Regions from separate parts of the Mus musculus genome. Here all the other regions are linked to region 3. The links are chromatin contacts, called in public HiChIP or PLAC-seq maps. All regions are on one chromosome and are shown on one strand. Each heading gives the region's core, a stretch centred on a gene start, on an enhancer-like site or on the middle of the called end of the contact. The rest is flanking DNA. Distances are from core to core; before and after follow the strand shown.

What was found. HiChIP or PLAC-seq counts read pairs in DNA pulled down with a chosen protein or histone mark.
Region 1: an H3K4me3 HiChIP or PLAC-seq map of embryonic basal ganglia shows a contact between it and region 3, with 2.2 times the contacts expected there. The contact joins the enhancer-like site here to the promoter of Wnt7a in region 3. A contact is called at or near these places in 5 of 39 promoter capture datasets (HPC-7-derived erythroid cells, the SN4741 cell line, cranial neural crest and 2 more), 2 of 15 datasets of contacts at CTCF or cohesin (large pre-B cells and pro-B cells), 4 of 484 Hi-C or Micro-C datasets (the HPC-7 cell line, embryonic fibroblasts and nephron progenitors), 15 of 115 datasets of contacts at active chromatin or transcription factors (craniofacial prominence, embryonic basal ganglia, embryonic forebrain and 6 more) and 3 of 9 other capture datasets (adipose tissue, liver and pancreatic islet).
Region 2: an H3K4me3 HiChIP or PLAC-seq map of embryonic forebrain shows a contact between it and region 3, with 5 times the contacts expected there. The contact joins the enhancer-like site here to the promoter of Wnt7a in region 3. A contact is called at or near these places in 20 of 39 promoter capture datasets (the 3T3-L1 cell line, 3T3-L1-derived adipocytes, the C10 cell line and 12 more), 1 of 15 datasets of contacts at CTCF or cohesin (pro-B cells), 53 of 484 Hi-C or Micro-C datasets (the 3T3-L1 cell line, 8-cell embryo, the AML12 cell line and 31 more), 25 of 115 datasets of contacts at active chromatin or transcription factors (astrocytes, craniofacial prominence, differentiating embryonic stem cells and 13 more) and 3 of 9 other capture datasets (adipose tissue, liver and pancreatic islet).

Annotation. Positions count from the first base shown.
Region 1 is chr6:91,319,957-91,324,081 of GRCm38.p6, forward strand. No RefSeq gene overlaps it. Among named protein-coding and RNA genes, the nearest start is that of Gm30437, 89 kb to the right of the region's middle. Within about 2 kb of position 2,640, at least 11 of the 459 cell types and tissues checked have an H3K27ac peak or open chromatin away from gene starts, as enhancers often do. A contact at or near this core is called in embryonic basal ganglia, where this site is marked.
Region 2 is chr6:91,299,732-91,304,450 of GRCm38.p6, forward strand. No RefSeq gene overlaps it. Among named protein-coding and RNA genes, the nearest start is that of Fbln2, 89 kb to the left of the region's middle. Within about 2 kb of position 2,275, at least 64 of the 459 cell types and tissues checked have an H3K27ac peak or open chromatin away from gene starts, as enhancers often do. A contact at or near this core is called in astrocytes, cerebral cortex, cortical neurons and 10 more, where this site is marked.
Region 3 is chr6:91,408,971-91,413,599 of GRCm38.p6, forward strand. Wnt7a (wingless-type MMTV integration site family, member 7A) reads right to left here and starts at 2,383. Exons shown (of 4, transcript NM_009527.4): 1 at 2,069-2,383. The coding sequence starts at 2,139. It overlaps Gm30437 (a long non-coding RNA gene), which reads left to right and starts at 2,358. Exons shown (of 2, transcript XR_377869.4): 1 at 2,358-3,041; 2 at 3,136-3,746.

The DNA of each region.
Region 1 (4,125 bases), core at 1,390-3,889, 89 kb before region 3:
ACTCCCTATTCTGTTTTTCTTTTGTTTGTTTGTTTGTTTGCTTGCTTTGTCTTGTTTTGTTTTATGAGCCAGGAGTGAATAAAACTTACTGAATTCCATACTGTTTTGGACAAACTGTTGTTGAGTTTTGCTATGTATTGTAATGCTAAATGCTGGCCCTGGTGACTTCAGGGACAAGAATCCCCACAATATACCAAGGGATGCTATGTGACCTTGCTCCTTACCCCCAATTAAGATTAAATAATTAGTACAACGAACTATATATCATATATATATATATATATATATATATATATATATATATATATACATGTTGGATTATATATGATATTCAATTATATTCTATCAGATCTACTATAGAATATAATTGAATATTTTATATAATCTAACAGATCCTTCCAGGTAGGAACACACAGAGGCAGGCTAAAAGCTCTGGGAGCAGCAGCTGTTACTTACAATAATTGTGTGTTTCCTGAGGCGATAATGTACAAATACAACTAGAATATAACATGGTATACATATTCATTCATTCATTCTGACACTATAGAAATAACACATGCTTCATTTTTTATGGTGAAAAAAAAAGTGTATATTTAGAATTATCCATCTGGACTCAGTTTAGAGGACCCCAATCTTGTTGGCAACATCTAGGGCATCATAATCAGGAGCCAAGCGAACATACACCTTCTTCTCTCCATCGGGCCTTATCAGGGTATTGACTTTGGCCACATCAATGTCATAGAGTTTCTTGACAGCCTGTTTGATCTGATGCTTGTTGACCTTGACATCCACAGTGAACACTAGAGTGTTGTTATCCTCTATTTTCTTCATGGCTGACTCAGTGGTCAGTGGGAATTTGATGATAGCATAGTGGTCAAGCTTGTTTCTCCTGGGCATACTCTTTCGAGGATATTTTGTCTGCCTCCAGAGCTGCAGGGTCTTGGGCCGCTGGACGTTTAGATCTTCTTCTTTTTGTGGCTGTGGATGCCTTTCAGAATCACCTTCTTAGCTTTCAAGGCCTTCGCTTTGGCTTCAGCTTTGGGAGGGGCAGGCGCTTCCTTCTTCGCTTTTGGCGCCATCTTGGTGAAAAGGCTGGCCCCACCTAATTCCAGCATGCTTCATTTTTTTAAAAAATTATTTTATTTAATAATTTAAAAAGTTTTAAAATATGTATGAATGTTTTGCCTGCATGCATGTAAGTATGGCACATATACCTGTGCCTAGTACCTGCAGAGGTCAGGAGAAGGTGTCAGAGTCCCTGGAATTGGACAGGTGAAAGCCACCACGTAGATGCTGGGAACTGAAGTTGGGTCCTCTGTAGAGAGCAACAAATGCTTTTAACTGCTGAGCCATTTCTCCACTCCTTGTTTTTATCCCCTCCTCTCTTCCTCCCTCCCCTTCTGTCTCCCTCCCTCCCTCTCTCCCTCTGTGTGTGTGTGTGTGTGTGTGTGTGTGCGCACACACACATGCGCGCGAGCGCATGTGCATGTATGTGGGTACTCTCAGAGGCCAGAAGAGGGCCTCTGATTGCCTGGAGCTGGAGTTACAGGCAGTTGTGAATTACCCAATAAGGAACTGAACCCAGGTCCTCTGGAAGAACAGCAAGCGCTCTTAACTACTGAGCACCCTCACCAGCTCCCCGACGACATTATTTATTACATAATCGTTCCTGCCGATCTGGGAGGTGTCGGTTTCAGGATCCTCCATGGATTCCTAACCCCACAGCTGCTCAAGTCCCTCATCTAATGTAAGGTATTTGCTCAGAAACTCTAAATGTTCTCCCACATGCTTTTAAGCATCATAGGTGGCTTGGAGCTCGCAGTGTGAAGTCAAAGGGCTTGCAGATGGCGACTCTGCAGCATTGTTCAGGGAGTGCTGACCAGAAGTGCACATGCTCAGAGTGAAGATGATGCCAGTTTTTAAAACCATGTCTCACCTGCACTTGGGTGAGTTGCAGATGCACAACTGGGGTTGTTACATAGCATCATATGACTTAGCATGCACAGGGTGTGCTTGATGTGCCATTGGGCGACAACCTATAAGTCTAGCCTATGACTACAAGCAGTGTGAAGGGGGTCAGCAGCTACCTGCAGCAAGCCACCTGCAGCATGTCATGGCATATTCCCAGTCTGCCACTTCCATGAACTTCTCACCTTCAGTAGGCAGGTGAGTGCCAGCTTCCTGTGGGGTATGAGAGGTGTCGTTGACCTCTGAGACCAAGACGAAGCTTATCTCTGGCTCCAGTCCTGAGACCATCACTGTGCCTCTGGGACTCAGCTCCTCATCTGCACAAAGGAGAGGCAAGCTGTGGGGTGACTGCATGCAAAGGACTGAGGAAGTGAAAGTTAATGGGCACCCTTTGGATGTCACTAGATTTTTACCACCATACCATGAAGCCCAGTTACCACCGTGTAACTTCTGTGAAATAGTGTGGCTTGCGCTTGTAACCCACACAACCCTTTGTTCATGTACATGCCAGACTGCTCACAATGCCACGGCAGTATCCATGCTAGGGTAAATGCTGCTCCCTGTATTGTGTAGCGATAATGACATGGAGAAATGCTGCTAAATAGCTGTTATGCTGCATTGTGTGGATAATGACATGGAGAAAGGTTCGCACATGCTCAGTGCAAGCATATAACCCACATGCAGTGCGTGCTCTCTCAGGCTTCTTTTCCATTTATGGTTGCTCAGGAAACCCTGGAGTATGGGGTAGCCTATGCTCAGAGTTTTATAGCCAGGACTGGTGCAGCCACTCCAGCCCATGATGCTCCACGCCTCTCTCCTAGTGATAGCAGTTGGATACTTTGGGGTGTGTGTGGAGCAGGGGAGAGGCTGGAATCTTGCCAGGGTAATTCTGGATTTTATAGATGAGGCCATTCAAAATGTGACAGAATTGCCAGTCCTGACTCCACGCTGTGTTCAGGTGTGCCTGTATAGCAAGGGTGGCTCTCGCTGAGGCCAGCTGCTGTCCTGACCGTGGTATAGAGCCAACACTTGGCTCTTTCTCTAACACACACCTCTCCAGTCTTGTTTTCATGTCGTGGTTTTCTTGAACAAACAGGATCATTTGTTCCAGAAACCAATGTATGATCAGGGAATGGAGGAGCGAGTGCGTGGTAGCTTGTATGTGGTCCTTCTGAGTACAGGGAATCAGAGACTACCGAAGACCACTGTAGGCCCAGCCCAGGCGGCACAAATCCACTTAGGGCTTGTTTTCGGAAATCGTTACTTCCTGCAGCTCATCTCAGGCTGACCTCTGTCAGGAAATGTAGAAACGCCGCCTTGAGCATGTCCTGTGAGCATCTGCACCTCCCTGGCCCAGTGGGACCTCTGCAGGAGGCTGCTGTTATTTATGGAGCAGGCCCAGTGACAGGGGAGCAGCCTGCCCAGGAAGCATAGGTGCTATCTCGTCCCTAACCCGACCTGCATCACACTGCCTCGGGGAGCATTTCTCCAGGAGGGGATGGGGTCAGGAGCCCCCACAGAGACTTTTCAAAGCCATAATAAAGATATCAGGAGGGCGATCTGTCAGGTGGACCCTGCTAGGCCATCGAAGGGGCGGGCAGATGGAGCGGAGAAGGCCGGGCTAAAACCAGATGTTGTGCTTCCTGAGAATAGACATGTCAGGTCTTCAGGGCTGTCAGGTGCCCCCTCATTAGCCCATCAGCCTCTCAGAAGCCACAGCACACTGACATCTCACTCAGCACGATACCTGGCAGGGACCCAGGTCCACAGTGGCCAGTGCTGCCATCTTTGCAGAGGAGGGAAGGGGGGGGGGGTCCAGGGGACCTGATGAGCCTCAATGGCAGAGACTGGAGCAGGTGACAGTCAGGGCAAAAGTCATCAGGCTTCGAGCTGTGAAGATTGCCTGAGTGTCACCACCCATGTGTCCTTGGCTTGCACTGGCTCCTCCTTGCCTTGGAATTATCCTTCTTCTAAGAACATCTGCTTCTTAGCAAATGGAAATTTGATAAACTATCTTAAAACCCACCCAGGGAGATTTCACGCAAATGCCCATCAACCTGTGCAGTGAGTGAGAGGTAACACTAACAGATCTCAGTTCCTCTGTCTCTGAGCCTCACCTCTGTCTTCTTGGTTACTAGGTGCCAAGTCCAGTATGGA
Region 2 (4,719 bases), core at 1,025-3,524, 110 kb before region 3:
CCTCATGTAGCCCGCAACCTTAGTGCCCAGTCAACCTGATGACTTTTGTTGTTGTTTGTTTGTTTTGCTCTTTTCTGTATGTGGCTTTCCACACAAAGGTCTGTTTTATACTTTCTCTTTTGATGCTGATGCTGGAACTTCCTGGCTACCTGAAGTACTCCATCACAAAGCCACACCCCATCCTCTCTACCTTCTCTTGAAGAATCAGAAGGCGTGATCATCCCAGTGTCTCCATCTGTAGACTTGAATGAGGAGTGATCCTCTTACATAGAGGGCGTGCTCTGTGCACCCCTCTCCCCTGTGGGGCCCTCCATCGGCCTCTGAGTTGCCTACAGTGTGACCTCTAATTCACCTGAACTAACCAGCATCATAATCCTTTTCTTACCTACTGTGTGGCCTCAGGCAAGTTATGTAGCATCTCTGAGCCTTAGAGTGGATTAGAGAGTGTGAATGGAGAGGGCTTTGCGCAGGCCTTGGCATACTGTCTGTTAGGGAATGCCACGGTTATCTGCATCTGAGCCTGGTAAGCTCAGGGCCTACCCTCATGCTTGCCAGATGGAAGCAGTGGACAGGGGGAGGGGCCACTGCTGCTGATGGTAAGTCAGCCAGAGCAGGGAAAGAGCCCTAATGTTGGCACTTTGCCACTGGGCTGTGTGACCTCTCTGGCCCTGTTTTTAAGCCTCATGACAGGTGATTGCAGGGTCTCAGGAGCTCCCGCAGGGAAGTGTCTGGTGTGTAGCTGTTACTTTGGGGGAACTGTGGAAGAAGGACTTGACTCTAAGAAGGTCTGCTGAGACCAGAAACAGGGGCAGTGTGGCAATAGTCCCTTCCAAAGGGAGACCAAGAGCATCGTCAGTCCACTGCTGATCTGGGAGGGGGATGAGGTAGGGGTCTAGGGACAGAGGGCAGGAAAACTGGGACCAGATGTGCAATCTGTCGCTGAAGCAACTTTAGCACAAAAGGACACACTTGCTGTAGTAGCGTTGGGTTGACAGAAAAGTCATCTCAAATATGTTCCTGGGTCAGGGGCAGTCTGGCGCTAGAGGAGGTTGGACCTGGGTCTGTAGATTCAAATTCCTGTCTGCCTTCCAGCTTGCTTTACTTACTGCTGCGTGAGACCCATGGTTCTGGGTTCCCAAAGACTAAGGGTCCATCTCAGCTCCATTCCTTTGTGGGCCGAGGAGTTTTCCCGCCCCCCCCCCCAAATCCTTTCCACATCTCCAAAGCTCAGAATTTAGAATTTCAGACTAGAAGTGTTCCAGTTCATCGTCTTCAAAGGCAAAAGCAGTTCTCAGAGGAGAGTGTGAGGGCAGTCACCTCAGCTCCCCACTGGAAGGTGGGGAGCCATAGGGCTTGAGGCTGGAACTGAGATGCTCTGTGTCTTTGAGGGTGGAGGTGACTGCCATGTCTAGGGGCCGGAAGGGGACCTTCCAGGATGTGGTAGCACTGTCTCTAGGCAGATGCGCTCAGACAAAATCTTCCTGGCCCCACAGAACAGATGCCTCAGGCAACCTGAATGTGTCTGACGTGGCAGCTGTGGCCCTCTTGGCTCACTTAGAGAGGAGCTGGTTGTACCAGAAGGTGGCCCTCGGTGGGGAATGTGCACAGTCTTTTGGGAATGATTTGGGGGGTCATAAATTTTCGGTGGCATAGCAGTCCTCCGAGTTTTCATGACACTGAAGCGTTTGGACTTGTCTGAGCGGGGAGGGCTCCACTCCGCAGTGCACCAGCTCTAGAGATTTGTTATTGCAAGGGGGAATTTTTTTCCCCCTTAAGGTGGAATCTTCAAATTTCATGTTCTGCTTTAACTTGTTTTATTTCACCGGAACACAAATAAAAATAGCCCACCATGCTATATAGGTTGAGTCGGGAGAGGAGTCCTTCCTGAGGAAGGGCAGAGTGTTTGCGGGGAATTTATTCTGCCTTGGTCTAAATCTGGGCTCTGTGGAGTAAGTCTTTTGGACCTGGTCTCTGGCCCTGCTGGTCCCTGTCCCTATGATGGTGCCCCCGAAATTTAGACCTTCTACCTAATGACAGGAAAGATGCTACAGGGCTTCCAGCTTTGCTTTCTGGGACTCACATGTCCTGAGTCTGCTCTCAAGGCTCAGGGTTGAAGCTCATCTCCAGTGTCTAGGGCACTCTCCAGCTCAAGTGGGGACTCAAGTGTGAGCAGGATTGCTGAGGGGGATGCTTGACATAGTTGGTTCTGGGGTTGACTGAAGTCTCCTAGGCACCTTGGCAGCCCTGTTTCCATGCCGACCATTGCCTTGCCACTCACAGGCATTTTCCCCTATTCACCAGCACAGCTCTCAAAGGGAGTCAAGGAAACTGCTCTCTGCTTCACACTGGATCATTTGCATCAATTTGCATATTCATTAAGTTTCTCTGGATTCTCCCAGAATAGGCTGGCTGACACAGTGAGTGCCTTGTCTCTTCATCTGCAGGACAGGATAAAAGGGTCTGAGTTGAGCCACAGTGGTGAGGTATGGGCAGCTGTTGCTGAGCACAGGTCTTTGCAGGCTGGCCAGAGATGTCTCTGAGGAGCCCCACATAGGTCTGGATATGTAAGGTTGGGCAGTCAGAGAGGGTGGATTCCAGTTCCACCCATCAGTTAGAGCATTCTTTGGGATGCAGGGCTGTCAGGACAGACTCCTTTGTTTTTGATCCATTGTGGGCTTTATCTCACTGTCTCCTGTGAAGAAGTGTGGTACTTCTCATCTATGGATGGGCGGTGGGCACTTGCTTTACAGCTGGCACACCAGGTGGGGGGTGGAGAGAGATGGGCTTCTGATCATGGCAGGGCCTGCATGCCTGGCCCAGAGGTAGGGACATAGGGTAGACGAGTGTGATATTTCCTCAGGCTATCATGACATCACAGCACAGAGACCCACTCCTTACAGATCCACAGAGCAGGAGTCGAAAACCAAGATGCCCTCAAAGATGGTTCTTCTGAGGCCCCTCCCTCCCTATGGCTCAAGGCTGCTGTCTTTACATGTCTGTAGACACCAACTGAATGACATGAAGGGTCTATGCTATGACCCTATTTTGGCTCAGCCACTCTTCAAAGTCCCTGTCTCCAAATAAGTCCAACAAAGTCTTAGTCTTAGCTAAGGCTTTGAAGGCTAGACTTTCACAGCCTATCATAATATAACCTGTCTTACAGTGTTGGTGGGGACACTGAGGGGAGAAGGAAGTTGAGACTAAGCTGGGGTCTGGAGCGTTGAGTGATGTGGGTCTGGTATCACGTATAACAGTTCCCAGTGTTAGCGGCTTCAGGATAAGGACATGTCAAGCCACAATCCTGGATCAAGTTGGAATGGAGCAGGTCATGGGCTTTGTGGACCCACAGCCTCATGATCTTTGCAGTGATGTTTGACTTGCCTGTGGGCCCTTGTGAGCAGGCCAACTAAGGAGACTCCCAAGGCTCCCACTCTTAAAGTGTCACCCACACCATGTGCTTAAGACCCGTCTATTTGAGATACAATCTCAGGGACTGGAAGTAGAAGATAAGGGTGAGGCAGGGCTGGGGAAGAGGCTAATCTGAGAACGTGCTCCTGAGCCAGTCACTACTGTGTGGAATGAGGACTTGTACCTGCTGGGGCCCGTCAGAGAAGTTTGGCAAATGCCTCAGGATAGTTTCTCAAGGACAGAAGAGACCCCGTTTCTCTTGGAGTAAGTGTTCATGGACTGAACAACCCTTATAGTCCTTTCAGACTTGCCCCTGACCTGGTCAGCGAGGCTTGGGTCTGCTGTGTCACACCTACGAGGTAACACTGGAGTGGCTTGTGAGATACTCCAGGTACTGCTATTACAGAGCTGGTTGTGAGAGCCACAGCTGAAACTAGGATGAGAAACAGGAAACAAGAGGATCCTGGGGCATCTTCCAAGCAAGTAGAAGTGCAAAAACAGTTGCTAGCTTCAGGGACTCTGGTCCTGGCCAGTGCATACTCTGAACAGACTCCTGTCAAAGCTTCTTCCACACTCTGCCCTGAGCTGTGTCACACTGGGCACAAGGCCATGGGTCTGATGTCCTCAGTCCCAGGTGAGGAATGTTGGGAAGAGGCAATACCAGGCACAGGGCAGGGACTTGTCACTTCTGCCTTGGCTGAGGAAATCTCAAACATGGGCTAGAGAGCTGTGGAGGCTGGTTTGGCCTGGACTCTCATCCCCTGTGTGGAGGCCTCATGACAGAGACAGTAGGGACAGAGGTTAGACCCAAACCTAAGATCTGAATTCCTCTCTGGAGAGACATATATATCCCTTGGGATCATGCATGATAGTGACAGCTCTGGCCACATGGCTGTGGACAGCAGCACTGCTGCCAGCTGCTCCTGGGTCCATTCTGGAAAGGTGTGGCTCGACTCCATCCCTTGAATATTTCCAAGGTGACCTAAACAAGAGGAACTCAAGCCCAGGATAATTGCATGGAGCTGATGACGACTATTCACTCCTTGGCCAACCCTCTGCCAACTGACAAGATTAAGAAGTAGACCTGTATGGTGAGGAGTGTGAGGTGTGGAGCTGTTTATCTCTCGTTTACACAGAAGTCAGAGCTCCCATGAGCCTCTCTATGAGATAGCTTTGGTATGGAGTAGCAGTGTGGAAACTGAGAGTCTTTGAAATGCTGTGGCCTGTGTTCGGAGGTGGTGACAAGTCTGGGATGAGAGTTGCCTGAGAGGGCTGGAAGCAGAGCACAGGGCGCTGAGCAGGCACGCTAGG
Region 3 (4,629 bases), core at 1,133-3,632:
GTGTCCTCTCAGCTACTACAGAGGACCTCTCACAGAGCCACAGTCCAGATGAAGTCTGAGGTAGGGCAGGGCAGGATTTTGGCCACAAGTCTTCTAAACACCTAGCTGATGACCAGGAAATACCTGTCCCTGCAGAGAGCCATGATACCATGGGACCCGAATCTCAGAGAAGCAATTTTCTAGTGCCCAAGGGGGCAGGCCCCTTTTCCATCAAAGCCTTCCTTCACTTTCTAACCTGGAGCAGGTTCACAACCCCCCTTATGTATCTCAGAGCCTGCACTGCTTAAACAAGAGCTTCTGAGAGGCCGTCTGCACCTCAGAGGGTCGATAGGAAGCACATGTTGAGGTGCCATTTTTATCGCTTTTGGAACTTATGGTTCCCAGGGCTAGTACTGCAGTCATCTGAACAGCCCAGGTAAAATTAGAATACCACAAATATGTCACACATAGGTGACACAGGAGCCAGTCTTACCTACCAGACTGAGAAACCTCAAGGGACTTGGGGACCTTAACCCTCGGACCCAGCAGAGCGGTTCAAAGTCACTGAAACTCTTAACCGGGACCTCCCTCCAACTGCCCTGAGAGAAGGCCACGCCCCCTGACCTCCGCCTCCTCCCCTAGGGTAGCCCCTAGTGAGCCAATGAGGTGTCAGGTCCCGGAGAAATCAGGGAGTTTTACTTTCTGCCGCTTTCCCCTGCTCCAGTCTTTAGTGTCTCCGCCCCTCGTTTCTAATTAAAAAGAAGATAATACCTAACGCGGCCAGAGCCAATGAGCCCGACCTCGCTTCCTGGATGCTGGATGAGTGGATGAGCGCAGGGCGGTAGTGCGCGGGCCAAGATGAAGATTAAAGCAAGTGGGGGGGAAAAAAAAAGAAAAGAAAAGAAAAGCCATCCAGACGCGGGCGAATCAATAACACTTAAAACACACCCGCAGGCAGGCAGCGCGCGAGCCCAGAAGCCGCCTCTCGATCCGCGGTTGGGCTGGAGGCCGCCTAGTCCACTCAGAGCGCACTTGGTTTTGAAATCCCATTCCAGAGAGGTGGGGTTGGGGAAGTGGGAACCCTGAGGGTGGCGGCGGAGAAACACAAAGGGTCTGCCACACACGCCCCCTGGCCTTGGGTCCAGTTCTTCCCAAGGCAGCGACAGGAGGTTCACAGGTAGTAGGGGTGTATAGAGAGAGGCAGGTGTGAAGCCTCCCAAGGTAGCCCTTTGGCGCTAGGACCTCTGTCTATGATTAAAGCCCCCCACGTCCCCAAAACCGTGCTGCACACAAGTCACTTCCTAAGTACAAAGAGAGGCCGCGCAACGCAGCGCAAGAAGCCACCTGCTTCCACTTTCCAGTTAGAGTGTCTCCTGCCCCACCTCCTGACGCCTGGGTTCTTTGGCTCCCACCCCAGCGACCCCAGGGTCGGCTGTCTTGCTTTCTTTGGGTGGCGGCTAGAGAGCGTCTCTCCTTGGTGTCTCCGACTAGCCATTAACTATCTCTGGTCGTACTATTTGGTTCTGATTGTTAAATGTGCTGTCCTCCTAGCTTGGGAAGGGGGTCTGAGGGCCGCTGGAAATGAGGCGGTGCCAGAGCTCTGAAAGGTGGTTTATGCTTTTGCCAGGGAACACCCCCAGTCCTGGGCCCACGTTTGCTACATGAGTAGCCCTGTCTGCAAAAGGGCTGCGCTCACAATATCGCGCGTAGAATTCCTGCTGGGAATTGAGCTCTCTAGGGGTGGCTGTGGTCCTGCCGGATCTACTGTGCTTGTGGCTTGCGCGCAGGGGCGGGGGGTGGGGCGGTTCCTGGGGACCCCATAGAGCAGATATTCGCTTCCAGAAACACTTAACTGTCTGTTTCTGGAGGTATCCCTGACTCTGAGATCCTTGGGATGGCCGATCCCCTGCCCGAGTCTGTGGAATTGCGTGCGCCCCTGGGTTGTCCGCTCACGGGGAGCCTTTGTGCCCTCAGGGTTCCTGCACCTCCCACTGCCTCTCCTGAGCTAAGTTGGGCAGCGCGCCTCCCTCCCGGGCCCAGTCAACTTTGCCTCCGTCGCACGCGCGGAAAGAACGCGCGCGGTGCTTACCCGATCCGGAGGTAGACTATGCCCAGGCTGAGAAAGAGGTGGCCCAGGCAGCGCCGCGCTTTCCGGGTCATAGTCCCCGCTGGTGGCGGGTGCCACGGGCCGGGCTGTGCTGATCCCGCCAGCCGGGCCCGGCGGGGCAATCCACATAGCCTGCGCAGGGGGCGCGGGCCGAGGCTCCCTGGGCGGTCCGTCGGTGCGTCGGTCCGCGCTAGGCACTGGAGACTGTCCCAGAGCGCGGGAGCCGCGGAGCCAGAGGAGGGGAGAACAAGCGCAACAAGGGGCGCCGCTGCGCGCCAGCGATCGCGGCAAGTGTTTGAGGCGCGGGGACTGCGGGGCGCTGCTGCCTCCCGCCCCCGCCCCTCCCTCTCCGCCCTTCCCCCGCCCGCCTCCCGGAGCGCCCGCCCCGCGCCCAAGCGCCCGCGGGTCGAGGATGTCTGCCCCGAGCGCGCTCCCGCGGCGCTCCTCCGAGCTCGCGGCGGTGGGAGGCGGGGGCGTGGAGCGGAGTTGGGGGTGGAGGGCGGTGGAATCCTGCCTGCCTAGCATCCTTCGCTAACTCGCAGGTTGAGACCAGCAGGTGCCCAAGGGCCATCCTCTGGGTGTAGAGGATATAGGCTCATTTCAGAACCCTCACGCCTTGTTAGAGCTCTGTCACACGGGCCAGAAACAGGGAACTGGGGTGGAGACTCCTGCAGAACTACTACCCCACACATTCTCTCCTCACCCTCGTCTGTGCGAGGGGCTGATTGCACCTAAGGCGAGACGTGACAGGATCCTCCGGAATCTTGCTACCGGTGGAGACTTGGAATTGGACTGGAGCCCAATGACCAGTAGCAGAACCTGAGAACACGCGCAGGTGAAAGCTCAGAGCGCTCTCACGGCGACACCTGCTGGGTGCGGCAGGTGGTGCATTCTGGCCTTTTGTCTTTCTGATCAGAGACACGCAGCCCAAGTTTCAGTTGGAGAAACTGAGGAGGTGAAGTCAAACTCAAAGTCACTAACAGGTGAATAGCCAGATTGGAACAAGGTAGCCCCAACTCTAGTGACCCCTACTCTTCTCTCCACTCCAGGCCTGCTTAGCCTTCCAGACTGCAGTTCTTCATGCATACCTTCATGTACAGCCGCTGTTCACGCATGCGTCCACGGGCTACTGGCGCCAGCCATGCTGACAACCGTGGATTCAAGGAACACGGGAGACCTTGGTCTGGGTACAGCCTGGGGGGGGGGCGCTTTCAGAATATGGCCACTACATTGTTCAACCAATCTCCATTGCAAGGAGTTCTCTGTGCGCGCCTTCCTTGCCTCTGGGCAAGCCTGTGATAGCTTCCTCATTGACAGGTGCAGATGATGGTAAATGGATACGTACAGGAGCCCTGTCCAGTAAGCACATGCATAGCTTCAGATGGCACCGGCTGGTGAGAAGGTCACAGGACCGGGGACCGGGCAATGGGAAAGAGGGTTCTGTGCACTAAAATGTTTGTTTTAGCTCTGAGGAAGTGGCTGGGCTGTCCGCAGCAGATCACAGGATTTGGGCCCATTATGGTAGAAGCTAGGAGTGGGTGAAGGAGGAGCAAGGATGAAGAGAAAGAAAGCCAGTGATGTGGAGGGAAGAGAGGGGGACTGTATTCCTAGAAGAGTTTGGAGTCCAATGGAGACCCTGGAGAATAAAGCAGGTAACTCATTTGTGTGTGTGTGTATCTCTGGGTGTCCCATGGAGACACTGATGGGGGCTGGGAAGGGAATTGGACACTGGGGAGCCTGTTGGACTAGGGAGACTTCAACATGGGTTCAGGGACAGATGGGACATTTGTGCTGGAGAACTTTTATTGCCGTTTTGGCATGAATCTGACTGAAGTGGAGATAGCCTTGACCCACTGGTCCCCCAGCTTCCACCTCAGGGGTGCTGGGATTACAGACTGTGCACTCCCACCCTGCTTTATAGGATGTCAGGGATTGAACCTAGTTCTTTTCTAGTGCTAAACCAGTACTTTCCCAACTAAGCTATATCACCCCCCCCAAGCCTGGGGGTGCTTTCAGAACATGGCCACTACAATGTTCAGACGTTCTCCATTGCAAGTTCTCTGTGTCCTCCTGGCTCGCCTCTGAGTGGGCCTGTGATGGCTTCCTCAATAACAGGGAAGAGGTAATGGTGCAGGTGAATGGATGCATACAGGAGCCCTGACCCACCCTAATGACTGCTGTGCTGTGAGGAAACCAGGAATATGTACAGCCACTGCAGCCCACAGTCCTAATTGTGACCTTGACTGGTGGGATCCATTATGATTGCTACACAGGTCACTGAAGGCCCTCCAGATGCCACCAGCCATCCACTCAGTCTTCCTGGCTTCAGATTTGCCCAGGTGAGGCATTGTGGACAGTGTCTGGGTGTCCTCTTTACCCATAGCACATTCTCTTGTATTCCTCCTCTGTCTAGTCATCTGAGGTCTCCTCCAGAACATCTCTCTGGTGTGTCACTTCCAATATGCACCATTGTCATCTTAAAGCAGAGTCATGCACGTCATGGATGTTGGGACACACATGACCTGCAAGTCCTGTGGCAGCTG